Regions from separate parts of the Mus musculus genome. Here regions 2, 3 and 4 are each linked to region 1. Evidence: chromatin contacts called from public HiChIP or PLAC-seq and promoter capture Hi-C data. All regions are on one chromosome and are shown on one strand. Each heading gives the region's core, a stretch centred on a gene start, on an enhancer-like site or on the middle of the called end of the contact. The rest is flanking DNA. Distances are from core to core; before and after follow the strand shown. Region 1 holds the start of Ttf2 (transcription termination factor, RNA polymerase II). Region 2 has its middle 23 kb from the start of Gm33265. Region 3 has its middle 34 kb from the start of Atp1a1. Region 4 overlaps Gm40109 (a long non-coding RNA gene).

Region 1 (3,375 bases), core at 482-2,981:
TATATACCCTCTGAAGAGTCCCCAGAATTCCACACACTCTCAGAAACCATCTGCAGCTGGCAAAACCACACCCCTGTTAGAGCATGAGGCAAATTACAGTCAGCTGCTGTGGACAATCTGAAGCAGCCCCACCTGGGGTTAAAACAAACAAACAAACAAACAAAACATTCTTTATATTTCTGTGTTTTTTTAAAGAAACCAAAATTCTCACTACAAGAATCACCGTGGTCCTCTTTCCCCAAACCTTAGTGTTTGTGGTCTCCACCTCCTCAGATGGTATCCACTTCACATGCATATAATACAGATCTTGGAATTGCAATCTAGGAATAAAGAAAATCTGTTTGTATAAACTTTCACTGGAGAACTGGGGTGGGGCGTGCCACACTGCGTGCACTTGGAAATTCATCTCTCTCTCAAGCTCTCCGGGGTTTGCTGCTGACTCCATTCATCTTGACATTTATATACTATTTTATATTTATTTAAGCATTAGGTAGAGGCTAGTTCAGCTTCTTCCACTCAGTAAGCCCCTTGTGGTTAGAACAGTTGCTTTAAATGTATGCATTAAATGAACTTTATATTTCTCAAACACCTACTCCTCTTGGGACACCAAAAAAGCTATTTAGTAAGAACTGCTTAATTCATAAATGATACCTCGGGACTGTCTGGACTCTGAACTCCTAAAACATTTACAGCCTCCATATAGCCCAGACTTCTTAGACATTGCAGCTTTTCTGTCCTCATAGCAGTTGTGTGTGCCACTCCAAGACACATGATCTTCAACTGCTGAAATATGAAGTCATGGCTATTGCAGCCAAGCTCCGATAGTCATTCCTCACCTTCTGCTCACTGAAAGAATCCATTACAAGTTCTTTCCTTTCCTTTTCTTTCTTTTTTTTTTTCTTTTTGGTTTTTCGAGACAGGGTTTCTCTGTGTAGCCCTGGCTGTCCTGGAACTCACTTTGTAGACCAGACTGGCATTGAACTCAGAAATCTGCCTGCCTCTGCCTTCCAAGTGCTGGGATTAAAGGCGTGCGCCACCATGCGTCACTCTCGGTTTTTTAAAAGTACAAATGCAAAATAAGTTCAAAAGGTTTGACAATGCAAAACACACAATGTAAAATTAGTAAGCACGCAAGGTCTTGTATTGCCCTCAGGTTCTTCTCTCAGACCCAGGGCGTCCACACCAGGCGGTCCTTAGAACCTCACCAGGGGAAGGCAGCCTAAGACTCAAAGAGCGCGGAACCTGGAACTGAGATCTGTGCAGATGTTCAATCTTTGGTGACCCCGTGGACGCCCTGCACTCATTTAAAGGTTGCCCGGGGTCCTAAGGGAGTCTTTGTGCTTATTACAGACTATGCAGTAGATTCCCAAAGTTTTAAGGGATGCTCCCGCCTTTTGGCCGCCTCAAGTTGAAGTGTTCCCGCCCACAGTGGCTGCTTCCCGAGCAGGCAAGCGGCTCTGGCTCCCTCTGGGTCTAGTGGTTCCTCTGGAGTCTCCCAAGCTCAGCCTCGTCCACTTCTCTCCAAGTCCTGCTTTCCCCAAGCCAGGGAGCATGCCGGCGTCCTCACTGGAGCTCAGCCACGCCTCCTCACTCCAAGTTTGATTTCAGAGCGCGCCAAGCCTGAGGGAGACTGTAATTGGTTGAAAGTGAGAGACTCTCCCGCTTGATTGGTGGAGTGTTGTGGTGGGCGGGACGGGGCGGAGTCAAAGACGGAAACCCGGCGGGCCAGGGCTTCCTGGCTGCGGTATGGACCTGGTTAAGTGTCCGGAGCACGGTAAGGCCTCAGTCTCGGGATTTCCCTCCCGGGGACTGTGGGACTGGCTTGGAGTGGCCGATGCTGACCTTCTTGTTTCCTCAGGGGACGCCTGCTTCTTAAAGACCGGCGTCCGCGATGGCCCGAATAAGGGAAAGAGCTTCTACGTGTGCCGGACGAACACATGCGGCTTCGTGCAGGCCACCGAGTGAGTCTCCAGCCCGGCCCGGTTACACGGAGTGACCCAGCCTGGTCACTTCAGCTGCCTTGGGACGCGGACTCACCCACACTCCGATCCTTCTAGAGTCTGCTTCAAGTTTCTAGGCACCTGTCTGGCCTTACTTAGCCACTCCCCTTTGCCCCGGCATCCTTTCTGCTCCCTCTAAAAAGTGTAAACAAACAGTGGACATGGGAATTAATTTGCTAGTCTTGTACCAATTTTAGGTCGCCATTTAAATTTTACGTTTAAGGTTAAAACATGTTAATTAGACACAAGCTTTTCTCCTTCATCTAGTGGCATGACGTTAACAACCCAGAGAGAGCCAGAGTCTTTAGGGCAGTGTTTCTCAACCTGCGGGTCACGACCTTCAGGATCTAAGGACGCTTTCACAGGGGTTGCATTTCAGTTATCCTGCAAATCAGATATTTTTACATTGCGATTCAAAACGGCAAAAATTACAGTTATAAAGTAGCAATGGGAATGATTTTATGATTGGGGTCACCATAACTGTTGTAACGGGTATTAGGAAGGTTGAGAACCGCTGCTGTAGGGAGTTAGTGCTGAAAGAAACATCAGAGGTTGATGTGGATCGCAGGTTCTGCAGATGTGAAAGCTGAGACCTAGAAACCTCAAGCATCTTGTCTAAAGTGAGGAAAGTCAAGTGTGACAATCTTTTTTTTTTTTTTTTTTTTTCCCAGACAGGGTTTCTCTGTATAGCCCTGGCTGTCCTGGAACTCACTCTGTAGACCAGGCTGGCCTCGAACTCAGAAATCCGCCTGCCTCTGCCTCCCAAGTGCTGGGATTAAAGTCGTGCGCCACCACCGCCCGGCAAGTGTGACAATCTTAACATACCGGGTGTTGACATTCTCGAAGTGAAATTACACTGTGGTGTCATTTAACATTTCTCCCTGCTCTCTATTCAGCTGGACTTTGTAGAGCATGGTTATTTTTTTTTCAGTATCATAGCTATACTAATATACTAATGAATATTAGTAATATACTAATGAATAGTAGTACTGGAATAACTTGTATGATTTGTGTCTCCACTTTGTACCAGAATTTACTATTTATTTCTAGAAATATTATATAGATAATGTTTCTAAATATACTGAGATTTGGTACCCTGCTCAAATGTTTTAAGACACATGTGTGCTCATGTTTATAGGAATTGTGCATCAATGTTGGTCTTAGGTTTGTTTCAACATTAAAAGAAATGTTCTTGTGGACTGGAGAGATGGGCCAACCTTTAAGAGCACTGGCTGTTCTTCCAGAGGCCCTAGCTTCAATTTCCAGCACCCACTTAGGGGCTGTCAAATGTCTATAACTTCAGTTCCAGGGGATCGGGTGCCCACTTCTGGCCTCTGAAGGCCCAGCATGTACTTGGTGTATAGACACACATGCA
Region 2 (3,375 bases), core at 509-3,008, 720 kb before region 1:
AAGAGGTATTTGTTACTCATATGACAAAGGGCTAATTTCTTTGATTTACAAGGAGCAAGCAGAACACTGTAGGACACAGCCATCCAGTAGGAAATTGCCCAAACATGCAGTTCACAGGAAAAAAATACAATGCTTAATAAGTAAGAAAAGCCATCCAGAAGGAACCAGTCAAGGGAGTGATGAATACGGGCCTTGCTTACCAGCTTGGTGAAAGTTCTCAGGTCTGAGCAATTCCCAGTGCAGGCAAGGATGAGCAAAACAACCCTTTATATGTGATGGTTTTATTCCTAGAGCTGGGATTTAAACCCAAGGCCTGGCATGTGCTGGGTGAACGCCCTACCACGAAGCTGCATCTTCAGCCATGCATATAAGGAGTAGAGACTTCTGCAGCCTTCAGCGAACATTTTGGAAAGATCCCTCAATGCTGAAAGGACACATTCCCCTGGATCAAAACTTCCCGTTCTGTTTATGGAGACCCTCAGGGAGAGTAACACAAGGCACCAAGTAAATATTCAATTAGTGAAAACATTAACAAAAATGTGCATTGAGGTAATGTTTGTAATAGACAAAACTCAAAAACAACTTGAATGTCCAGCAACAGGAGGGAATTTAACCAAATCACTGGACACTCATACAATAGAGAACCCTACAGCTGTTAAGACCAATGTCACAATCTGTGTGTTTTGACTTAAGATGACTTCTAATGCATAAGACTAAACTAAACTCTGCGTTATAACTTCAGGGCAGTACACGTTGAATGTGATAAATAAAAAGTGAATATGAATATATAGTCACAAATATTAGAACGTTCTTTCTTAGTTTAGGTTACTATTGCTATGATGAAACATTATGAGCAAAATGCAAGTTGGGAAGGAAAGGGTTTATTTGGCTTACACTTCCACAGAACTATTAACCATCAAAGGAAGTAGGACAGAAACTCAAACAGGGCAGGAACCTGGAGGCAGGAGCTGATGCAGAGGCCATGGAGGGGTGCTATTCGTTGGTTTGCTTGTCTCGGCTTGCTCAGACTGCTTTCTTAGAGACCCCAGGACCACCAGCCTAGAGATGGCCCCACCCACAATGGACTGGGCATTCCCTGTGGATCACTAATTAAGAAAAGGCCCTACAGGCCTACAGCCCAATCTTATCTTTCTCAGTTGAGCTCCCTCCTCTCAGATGACTGTAGCTTGTGTCAACTTGACATGAAACTAGCCAGAGCAATCTACTACATACACTTTTCTTTCCTAGAAAGAACTTAAAAGCTCTTCACAATTCCTTTATGGAGAAGAAGGAAGATGGGCAAGAAAAAAAAACATTTGTTGTTATTTATAGTTTTAGTTTTCTCTTCTCTTGCCTTCACTCTCTCTTCTTCCTTTCCCTTCCTTCTCCTCCCCCACCTCCCCTTCTGCCATCTTCCTTTCTTCCTTTTGTCCTGTATGCTTGTGTTGATTTTATAAGCCAATGAACAAGTATGCATTTTGCTGTTTAGTAGCTTTCCAAGATCTGCCCTAGATACCTTGGAGCCTCCTCTGGGCTGCCTGCTGCCTCTCACCTCTTCTCTTCCTGCCCTGGCAACACCGAAGGCCTGGCAGTTCCCCATACACCTGCCACCATGGCCCTCTTCCCGGGTCTTGGCATTTGCTGCCTGGACCCGTGTTTTCAATGTTCTCCCTCCTGTAGTGCAGCCTCAGGCTAGGCTAATGTCCCAAGGGTATCCCCGCCACACCCTTGTACACCTCGGTCCCTGCACCCTGTTACCCTGGCATTGGTGGATATGCAGGCAGATGGGGTAAGTTATTCTTAGCGTAGGTCTGTGCTGTGCTGTATCACCATGGTGAGTTTTCAGCACAGGACTTATTGCTCAAAAGCTCTCAGGAACTGTTGGCTATGTGGATATTAGGGAGATGCCCTCTCTGCAAAATTACTTAAAGACAAACAAACAAAACTCAACCCTTAGGCTGGAGAAATGGCTCTGCAGTTAAGAGGATTGGCTGCTCTTCTAGAGGTCCTGAGTTCAATCCCCAGCAACCACATGGCAGCTCACAACTGTCTATAACTGTAGCCCTATGGGATCCAATGCCCTTTTCTAGTCTGTAGGCATGCACACAAACAGAGCCCTCACACACATTAAATAAGTAAATAAGTAAACAAACAAATAAATAAATAAATCTTCGAAGTTCAACTCCCCCAAACTCTATTATGCAGGATAGTGGCATTTTGAATGTTTTAGGTTTGCTGTTCGTTTGGTTTTGGTTTTGGTTTTTGAGACAGAGTTTCCTTATATTGCCCAGGCATAGCTCTCAGTACCTGGTGAGACAAATATTCTTGCATAAATGGAACCATCTGTAAACCTGGATGTTGAGTGACTCTGCCTGCTTCTTCACTAACAATTGGTAATTTATCCCTGCTCCAAACACCTTGGTCTTGCATGAAGCATCCTCTTTCTGCATCTCTCAGGCCGCAGTGTCTTCTGGCTCCAGGACCTTCTACAGCCATCCTAACAAATAGGTGGAGGGAAGGGCTCTGTAGCTCACCTTTGTAACATGCACCAAGCTCTTCATGTGAGCCCGGTACTTCACCAAGCAATGACTCCTTTGAGAGTTACAGTGACAGAAGGCTTTTCCCTCATGTTTAAGGACCTACTTTCACTGTGAAAGAGTAAGAGGAAAGAAACCAAGTTGAGGCAGTAGTGAGGAAATAAATACTGCTGATGGAGGAGTCCAAAACTTCCAGATCTCAGGTTCAACTGGAGATGAAATTCCTGCTTGGCAGGGATGTCTGCCTACAAGGTACAAATCACCATCACCGAGTTCATTACCACCACCACCACCATCACCATCACCATCACTACCACCACCACCAACATTACCACCACCACCATCATCATCATCCCTGAGTACAAATGGATTTGCAGAGCAGATGACTAGCTGAGGAGAGGATGCAAAGGAAAGCTGACTAGGATACAGTCAAAAGTTTTACCATCAAATATGCAAAGATAGTAGAGTCAGCGAAAGGCTCATGGCTATCCTTTGAGCGGATCAGGCAATTCCATGGGACTCTGTTCCTCTGTGAGGGCTAGTCTGCAGTCTGTGACTGAGCAGATGAGGAGTCAGGTGCTTCCAGTGTGTACCTGCAGGCGGTTCTGTGTGAGATGTGTGGGTGGCAGTGAAGTATGGCAGGTAGAGATGAGTAGAGAAAGGCCCATGCAGCCACTTCTCCCCTCCCCCACGCTGCTCCTGCTCCACCTCAGTTCTCTTCTGCATCTGTTCTCTGCAGAGTGAAGGTCATGGTGGCTTTGGCACTGAGAACCAAAACAACTTTAGCAACATGGCCAGGAGCTCAGATGAGAGACAATGCATGAATCCATGAGGAAAA
Region 3 (3,375 bases), core at 498-2,997, 600 kb before region 1:
ACCTCCCAACCCATACCCAGGACACTCGGGCATGGCACGTGGGATGCTAATGCTTTGTCTCTAGCATATGAGATGCTTGGAAAGTTTTGACCATGTGGTAGAGAGCCAGGGCTGAAGCCAAGGACCAGAGAAGGGCAGTGCTTTTATGAGGGACAAAGAACAGGGGAGGTTGGAGCTGGCATTAAGACCGGAGCACAGCAAGTTTCTTGGAAACTGAGCACAGCCTGTTGAACAGTTATTCACATGAATTTGCCCCCAGGGCCTGAGTAACCAGGCTGCAACTTGTGTAACCGGGAAGCGTGAAGGCAGGCAGTTATGATCGGAGCAGCTCGGCCTGCCTCTCCCATTGGACCCCAGGGCAGTCAGTCTGGGACAGGCTTTCCCAGAGAAGGTGGCAGATCTGGTTCCTCCTACAGGTTGCAGAGGATAGCTTCTGGGCTTCAGCATTGCAAACTGGTCCCTAGAAGTCAATTTTTGTTCTGTCCTTGCCGAGGCTTGTGATGGTGGGTTTTTGTTTTGTTTTGTTGTTTTTTTAAACACTGTGGATTTCAGACCAGCTTTTCTGAAAGACAGAGGTCCCTTCCTCCTCCCTCTGGCCTGTCCCCTCTGCTCTCCCTTCCCTTCTCTTTCTACACTGGGGCTCTGACTCAGTGCAGTTAATCTGTGTGTAGGAAAGCAGAAATGTCTAAAGAGCCTGCTCAGTATGCGAGGAATCCTTTTATAGTATGAATAATGGCTCCATTAAAAACCTACGGCAAGGTTTAAAACTTTTCCTGGCGTGACAGACAGGAAGGGCATGGGTGCCACCCTGTTGCCCTGGGAACACACACACCCCCACTTACTATAGTAAGAGGCTTCTCTGGGGTGTCTCCCCCACCAGAGCAGACAGCGAAAGCCTCGAAGCCAGCTCTTCACCCCGTGTGTGTGTGTGTGTGTGTGTGTGTGTGTGTGTGTGTGCATGTATGTGTGTGTGTGTGCATCCCCAGGCCATCTGCTTCCATTCCAGAGCACTGGCACCCACAAAGGAGGGAAGCCAACACCCACTGAGCAGCTAATCCTGCCTGCAGCAGGCCGTGGTATTTTGGCCCGTGGTGGTTTATTGTGTCAAATCCCATGGAACTGATGCAAGTGGACCTCCACAGTGAGAAACTCAAGTCTGGAAAGGCTAGTGACTTGAGTAGATGGAAAGTATTGAGTGCTGTCTATAAAACATGTTTTTGACATAGGCTCCGTGGGCATGGATGTAAAAACATCTCAAATCACCATTGGTCATTTTACCCCAGCACGCTCACCCTACATCTGAACTCTCCTACACTCTAACATAGCACCAGTACTTGTAGGTTCTTCCAGCTGAAGATCTGCCCAAGGTGTGCTTGTTCCCAGACAGCAGTGAGGCTGGCAACCAGACAGTCGCTTGCTTAGTAAGTCTCATCCCTGTTCTTCTGTAGCAGCCGGCTGAATCACACTTCCCAACCTCCTGGAGGTTCAGTCAAGGGACTCTTGGAGGCAATGGGATGTGAGCTAGCCTAACACATGCATCTCTCCTCTGCTCAACCACAAGCCCTTAGTGCAGATTTGAATTAAAACGAGCCCCATAGGCTCAGAGGGAGTGAGTGGCATTACTAGGAGGTGTGGCCTTGATGGTGTGGGTGTGGCTTTGTTGAAGGAAGTGTGTCACTGGGGGGAGGGGGCAGACTTTGAGGTTTCAAATGCTCAAGTCACGCCCAGTGGCTGACTCTTCCTGCTGCCTGCCAATTCAGATATAGAACTCTCAGCTACCTCTCCAGCTTGTCTGCTTGCCTACCTGCCTGCCTGCCTGCCTGCCTGCCTGCCTGCCACCATGCTCATCACCATAACAATAATGTGTAGCCACCAGCAGCCAAGAGAACTGGGTTCCTGAAAGGAAAGCTGGGGGTGGTTGGGAAGGATGGACAAGAAAAAAATGAGACCGAGACAAAGTTTCTGATCAAAGCCAGATGCTTAATTCTTAAAGCCGAATATAAAGGGGGGAACCACCCCCCATCCACCACCACCCTCACCACCTCCACCACCCCCACTCCCCCCACCACCCCCACACACACAAGTTGCCCAGATCTTGACAGGAAAACAAGCACAGCTGCTCAGCAGGTAGTGGTTTCTTGCAGGAAGCTGCAGACAAGGCAGGACAATAGACTCCACCCTAGGTGGGCTAGTCCAACTGTGCAAAACAAGGTCTGATTTAGCCCGCTTAAGGGCACAATAATGGACTAAGCCTGTGGACTACAGCCCCAACTAAGTGCCTTTCTTTATAAGAGTTGCTATGGTCATGGTGTCTTTTCACAGCAATAGAAACCCTGCCTAAGACGCCCTTTCACACAAAACAAGTCTCCCTCTGTCTTGAGAGGATCATCTCATATTTCCACGTAACTGTACAAAACATATTATTGTGGCTCATGGTTTCAGGGTTCCAGTTCCCAATTGACTCCATTGCTCTGGGCCAGAGGTCAAGGTGTGTTCTTATCACACAGAGGGAACTGCTTAGTATCAAACCAGCCTTCCTCAGCTGACAAGATACAGATTGAGCTAGATGCAGGGCAACATATACCCCCTGAAAATATATCCTCTGTCACCTATTTCTTCAATTAGGTCCCATGTCTGGAAGTTTTCACCGCCTCTCCAGAACACCACCATATTCCAAATCCATTGGCAGATTAGTTGACTGATGAAGGCAGAGTCCTCGGGTCTGGATCTTAGTGACTGGATCCATCAGCTATGGACCTCATCTTCAACCCCTGTACCTTTAGAATGATGCTTACGTCACAAAACCCAATAGCTGAGTGGTGGGGTAAACAGCGGTGCTCTTTAGCACAGGTTCCTCTTTGACTGTACCCTGAAACCACACAGAGAAATTTAGCCTTGAAAAGTGGAAGCCAGGCATCATACTATTAACACTCCCAAGCCGGGCGGTGGTGGCACACGCCTTTAAAATCCCAGCACTTGGGAGGCAGAGGCAGTCGGATTTCTGAGTTCAAGGCCAGACTGGTCTACAAAGTGAGTTCCAGGACAGCCAGGGCTACACAGAGAAACCCTGTCTCGAAAAAACAAGAAAACAAACAAACTAACTATTAACACTCCCAGGGGACTGCAGCTAATGTAAAGCTAATGTTAAGAGCCTTTGCCTCAAGGCAATGCTCTCAAAACTGTATCTAATCTTCCAGTATCAGCACCAGCTGTGGATTTGCTAGAAAATGTACATTCTTAGCTATGTGTGATGGTGAACACCTGCAATTCCAGAACTTAGGCAGCTGAGGCAGGAGAATTGCATATTTAAAGCTCTCTATCATGAGCTATATAGGAAGTTCAAGATGCAGCCTGTGCTACATCCTGAGACCTTGG
Region 4 (3,375 bases), core at 271-2,770, 530 kb before region 1:
AGCTTGTGGGAACAAGCATTTGAGCTCCTTTTGAATATACAAATGTAGGGTCTGCCAACAGGAGTCCCTCCTGGGCTTGTGTTTGGGGGAGATGGGAAGCTGAGAGGTATGGAGTTGGTACTGATAAAGATTGCTGTCTTCTCTCAGGACTTACTTTTTAAATCTTGTTTTCCTTTTTGAAAGAACCAGGTTGGGATTATAGCTCAGTTAATAACATACTCGACTTACATAAGTGTAGCCTTGGGTTCAATCTCCAGCAGCACGTACGCAAGGTGGCATGTGCCTGTAATCCTAGAACGTAGGAGATGGAGTCTGGAAGGTCAGAAATTTAATATCATGCTTGATTACTTACTGAGTGAGCCAAAGGCCAGCCTTGGGCTACACAAGATGCTGTCTTGAAACAGAGAGAAAAGAAGGAAGGAGGAAGGAAGGAAGGAAGGAAGGAAGGAAGGAAGGAAGGAAGGAAGGGAGGGAGGGAGGGAGGGAGGGAGGGAGGGAGGGAGGAAGGGAGGGAGGGAAGGAGAGAGGGAAGGGGAAGAAGGGAGGGGGTGGGAAAGCAGGAGATAGAAAGGAGAGGAGGAGGAAGAGGAAGAGGAGGAAGAAGAGGAAGAGGAGGAGGAGGAGGAGGAGGAGGAGGGGGAGGGGGAGGGGGAGGGGGAGGAGGAGGTCCCGATAGGTAGCCTGGCTCTGTCTCTCACATGCAAGGTTCACAGCTATGCAGTTATAGTTATGTCTCACCTTTACGTATTTCTCTCTAAGGCTTTGTGTTTGAGCAGCCAAGAAAATTAGAGCTCGGAATGGTGGAAATATTCCAATTCAGTGATGGAGACAAATCACTTTTCAGATGTGGACCCTCAGTCTCGGAGAAGGAAGATTGGACAAGGTCATATCCCAAGGTCACAGATAGAGGAGCATGGACTCACGAGTCCTGGTTACCAGCTGACCTCTTCTCCCCCTGCTACACAGCTATCCAGGAAGGCATCACCCCCACAGAGATCACATCTCGTCCTGGGAGCTAGATCATAACAGTCACACACAGACGTACATGCTGCAGAGCTCTGCTTTGTGTCTGTGGTAATAAATGGCATGTTTCCACACTAGAAGAAGGAAGACATGCAGTCAGACCACAGAGTTGAGCTTTTGCCCCGTCTGGTCACTCCTGCTTGCTCTCGGGAGGGAACCCAAGAGTGTTCCTGGTTACCCTTTGGGACCAAAGACTCTAACAGCTCCAGTCTCCCTCAGACTTGCAAGGGCTAGATTGGAAGGGAAGAGATAAGATCTTAGGGGTTCAAAGGCCCTTTGTGTGGAGGTCAGAGGCAGGATATTAGTTTATACCACTCATAGTAGGGTCCTACTCTCTTGAGTTGCAAGGTCAAGGCCTGGGGCGAAATGTCCATGGAAGGGAATAGGAAGCCAAGTCCGACTCTGTGTTCATTCCGGGCCACTTTCACCTCCCTCTGCTGAAGGTCATGACTACAGCTCGGTTCTCCAGTGACTCACTCCAGGAAAATGACATGTGACAAGAACCTGGCTGTCATGGGACCGCTTGCCAAGGGTGCCAGGACAGTGGTGGCATTGTTCAGGAGAGGCTCAGGAAATCAAACATCCGGAGACAGTATGCACCGTCAACTCTCCCACAGTCTGGGAGAGAACAGATTCCCCGTCCATTGACCAGTCTGTGTATTTACTTGTAAAGGGCACATGGATCCTTATCCCCTTAGGTCTCAAGTGTGACATTTCCAACGCACTAAGACAGGTAGGAGGGACCGTTACCTTTGGAGGTGTTTTGCCTGATGTCACTTGTGAGTCTATCCTCCCCACAGCCCTTGAGATAAGCATTTATCACCACATCTTATTTTGTAGCTGGGGAAATATAAATACCCAGAAGTGAAAGCGCTCGTCTGGCCACTGAACGTCTGGCCACTGAAGATGCCATCCTGCGTCCATGTTGACAGGCAAACACACGCCCAGTGTCAGGAAAGCTCTGCCCTTTCCTGCTGGTGACTGGCTTCCTCCTAGAGTGCTGGCCCTAGCCATTGCTGAATGCTTGCCCTTTTGAATCTGTCTCTCCCACACACATCTTCTCTTTGCCCTCTTTTGTTTATCTGCCCTTCAGGCTCTGCTTGAAGCCCACTTTTCTTAAACGAAGACTTGACCAGCCAGTCTCAAGAGAATTCCTGTTTCCCCACCTCCACCTCTATAACTCTCTCTGCTTACACTTCTGACTTACAGCCTTAGATAGTACACAATCCCTATAAACGTTCATGAACAAATGCAACTACTAGCCATACGCTGAAACACCCAAAGGAATGGAAAATGCTTTTTTTTTTGAGCCGTAGAATTCTTCCCATAATGGAAAATACCAAATTACCAAAATACCAGTGGTTGGCAAATGTATTCTGAGAGATTACTCGAGAGACCATAAGACGGCCACACGATTTTGTTAACAAGACCCAGAAGGCACAGGGACGGCTGGCTATCTCACCTTTAGCCATAGACCACAGTCCTCTCCCCAGTCCTTCCTGGGTAGTAAGGGATGTTGATACTGCCCTGCCCAGAACTGTCCCTTGCCCCTTGCCAGTTTTAGGGGGATGAAGCAGGGGTCAACCAAGTACTCCAGGCCTTGAGCAGGCTTCTCTCCCTTCTTAGTATTCACAGCTCCTGCCCAGGCATCCATCTCTCAGTTAAGAACAATGGGTGCTATAGAGGAACACTGATAGGAGCAGGCAAGGTACACACACACACACACACACAGCTTAAAAGAAATAAAACATTCTGCTTGTCAGTCAGTTCAGCCTGACACATTTTATTCTCACTGTTTAAACAGGCCTCTGTACCAGACAGAGCCAGAGCATGGAATAGTCAAACCACTGCCTGGGGCTGATGCATGTCCACCATGAGTGAGCTACCAATCACTGAACTATAACCCCAGCCTGAGTGTGGCTTTTAGAAAATAAGTATTTATCCTTACACACACACACACACACACACACACACTGTATTTTGCGATGTTCCTATTTTTCTCTTTTATCTCTTCTCACTCACCCAACCCCCTTCTTCCCATCTAACACCCCCTCACACTTTCATGTGTTTGTTTGGGGTCTCTCATTGGCTACATGTGCATTGGAACGAATTTACTTGATCAAGGACAATGCAACAATGGCTACACCACAACAGAGAAGTATGATTGGCCCTCCCCCAGCAACCATGACCTTGCCTATGCGCCTTGGGGATGGGGGTGGGGAGCTTAGCTCCTCCCCATTCACAATGAGTTTGTTGAGTATGGCTTTCTACACAAATGACCCGTCCATCTTGGCATGCCTCGTTTGTATAACCACTTCCTACCTAAGGCTCAGTGTGTGTCCTGAAGTGTGT

What was found. Promoter capture Hi-C pulls out the DNA fragments that hold promoters and counts their contacts. HiChIP or PLAC-seq counts read pairs in DNA pulled down with a chosen protein or histone mark.
Region 2: a promoter capture Hi-C map of hippocampal neurons shows a contact between it and region 1, with 2.5 times the contacts expected there. The contact joins the enhancer-like site here to the promoter of Ttf2 in region 1. A contact is called at or near these places in 7 of 39 promoter capture datasets (the HPC-7 cell line, HPC-7-derived erythroid cells, embryonic stem cells and 4 more), 1 of 115 datasets of contacts at active chromatin or transcription factors (large pre-B cells) and 1 of 9 other capture datasets (embryonic stem cells).
Region 3: a contact with region 1 is called in an H3K27ac HiChIP or PLAC-seq map of embryonic stem cells, with 4 times the contacts expected there. The contact joins the enhancer-like site here to the promoter of Ttf2 in region 1. A contact is called at or near these places in 3 of 39 promoter capture datasets (embryonic stem cells, hematopoietic stem and progenitor cells and pre-B cells), 16 of 484 Hi-C or Micro-C datasets (the G1E-ER4 cell line, cerebellar granule neurons, cerebral cortex and 3 more), 6 of 115 datasets of contacts at active chromatin or transcription factors (embryonic midbrain, embryonic stem cells, forebrain and 2 more) and 3 of 9 other capture datasets (adipose tissue, embryonic stem cells and liver).
Region 4: a contact with region 1 is called in a FOXA1 HiChIP or PLAC-seq map of pancreatic cancer cells. The contact joins the enhancer-like site here to the promoter of Ttf2 in region 1. A contact is called at or near these places in 5 of 39 promoter capture datasets (cranial neural crest, epiblast stem cells, frontonasal cranial neural crest and 2 more), 1 of 15 datasets of contacts at CTCF or cohesin (large pre-B cells), 3 of 484 Hi-C or Micro-C datasets (the N1E-115 cell line, embryonic stem cells and palatal mesenchyme) and 9 of 115 datasets of contacts at active chromatin or transcription factors (T-cell acute lymphoblastic leukemia, craniofacial prominence, double positive thymocytes and 6 more).

The regions. Positions count from the first base shown.
Region 1 is chr3:100,968,019-100,971,393 of GRCm38.p6, reverse strand. Ttf2 (transcription termination factor, RNA polymerase II) reads left to right here and starts at 1,731. Exons shown (of 23, transcript NM_001013026.2): 1 at 1,731-1,774; 2 at 1,859-1,961. The coding sequence starts at 1,747.
Region 2 is chr3:101,688,669-101,692,043 of GRCm38.p6, reverse strand. No RefSeq gene overlaps it. Among named protein-coding and RNA genes, the nearest start is that of Gm33265, 23 kb to the right of the region's middle. Within about 2 kb of position 1,758, at least 10 of the 459 cell types and tissues checked have an H3K27ac peak or open chromatin away from gene starts, as enhancers often do. A contact at or near this core is called in hippocampal neurons, where this site is marked.
Region 3 is chr3:101,569,228-101,572,602 of GRCm38.p6, reverse strand. No RefSeq gene overlaps it. Among named protein-coding and RNA genes, the nearest start is that of Atp1a1, 34 kb to the left of the region's middle. Within about 2 kb of position 1,747, at least 90 of the 459 cell types and tissues checked have an H3K27ac peak or open chromatin away from gene starts, as enhancers often do. A contact at or near this core is called in adipose tissue, cerebral cortex, cortical neurons and 2 more, where this site is marked.
Region 4 is chr3:101,498,701-101,502,075 of GRCm38.p6, reverse strand. Gm40109 (a long non-coding RNA gene) reads left to right here. Exons shown (of 2, transcript XR_867517.1): 2 at 1-149. Among named protein-coding and RNA genes, the nearest start is that of Gm40109, 7.5 kb to the left of the region's middle. Within about 2 kb of position 1,520, at least 60 of the 459 cell types and tissues checked have an H3K27ac peak or open chromatin away from gene starts, as enhancers often do. A contact at or near this core is called in the N1E-115 cell line and pancreatic cancer cells, where this site is marked.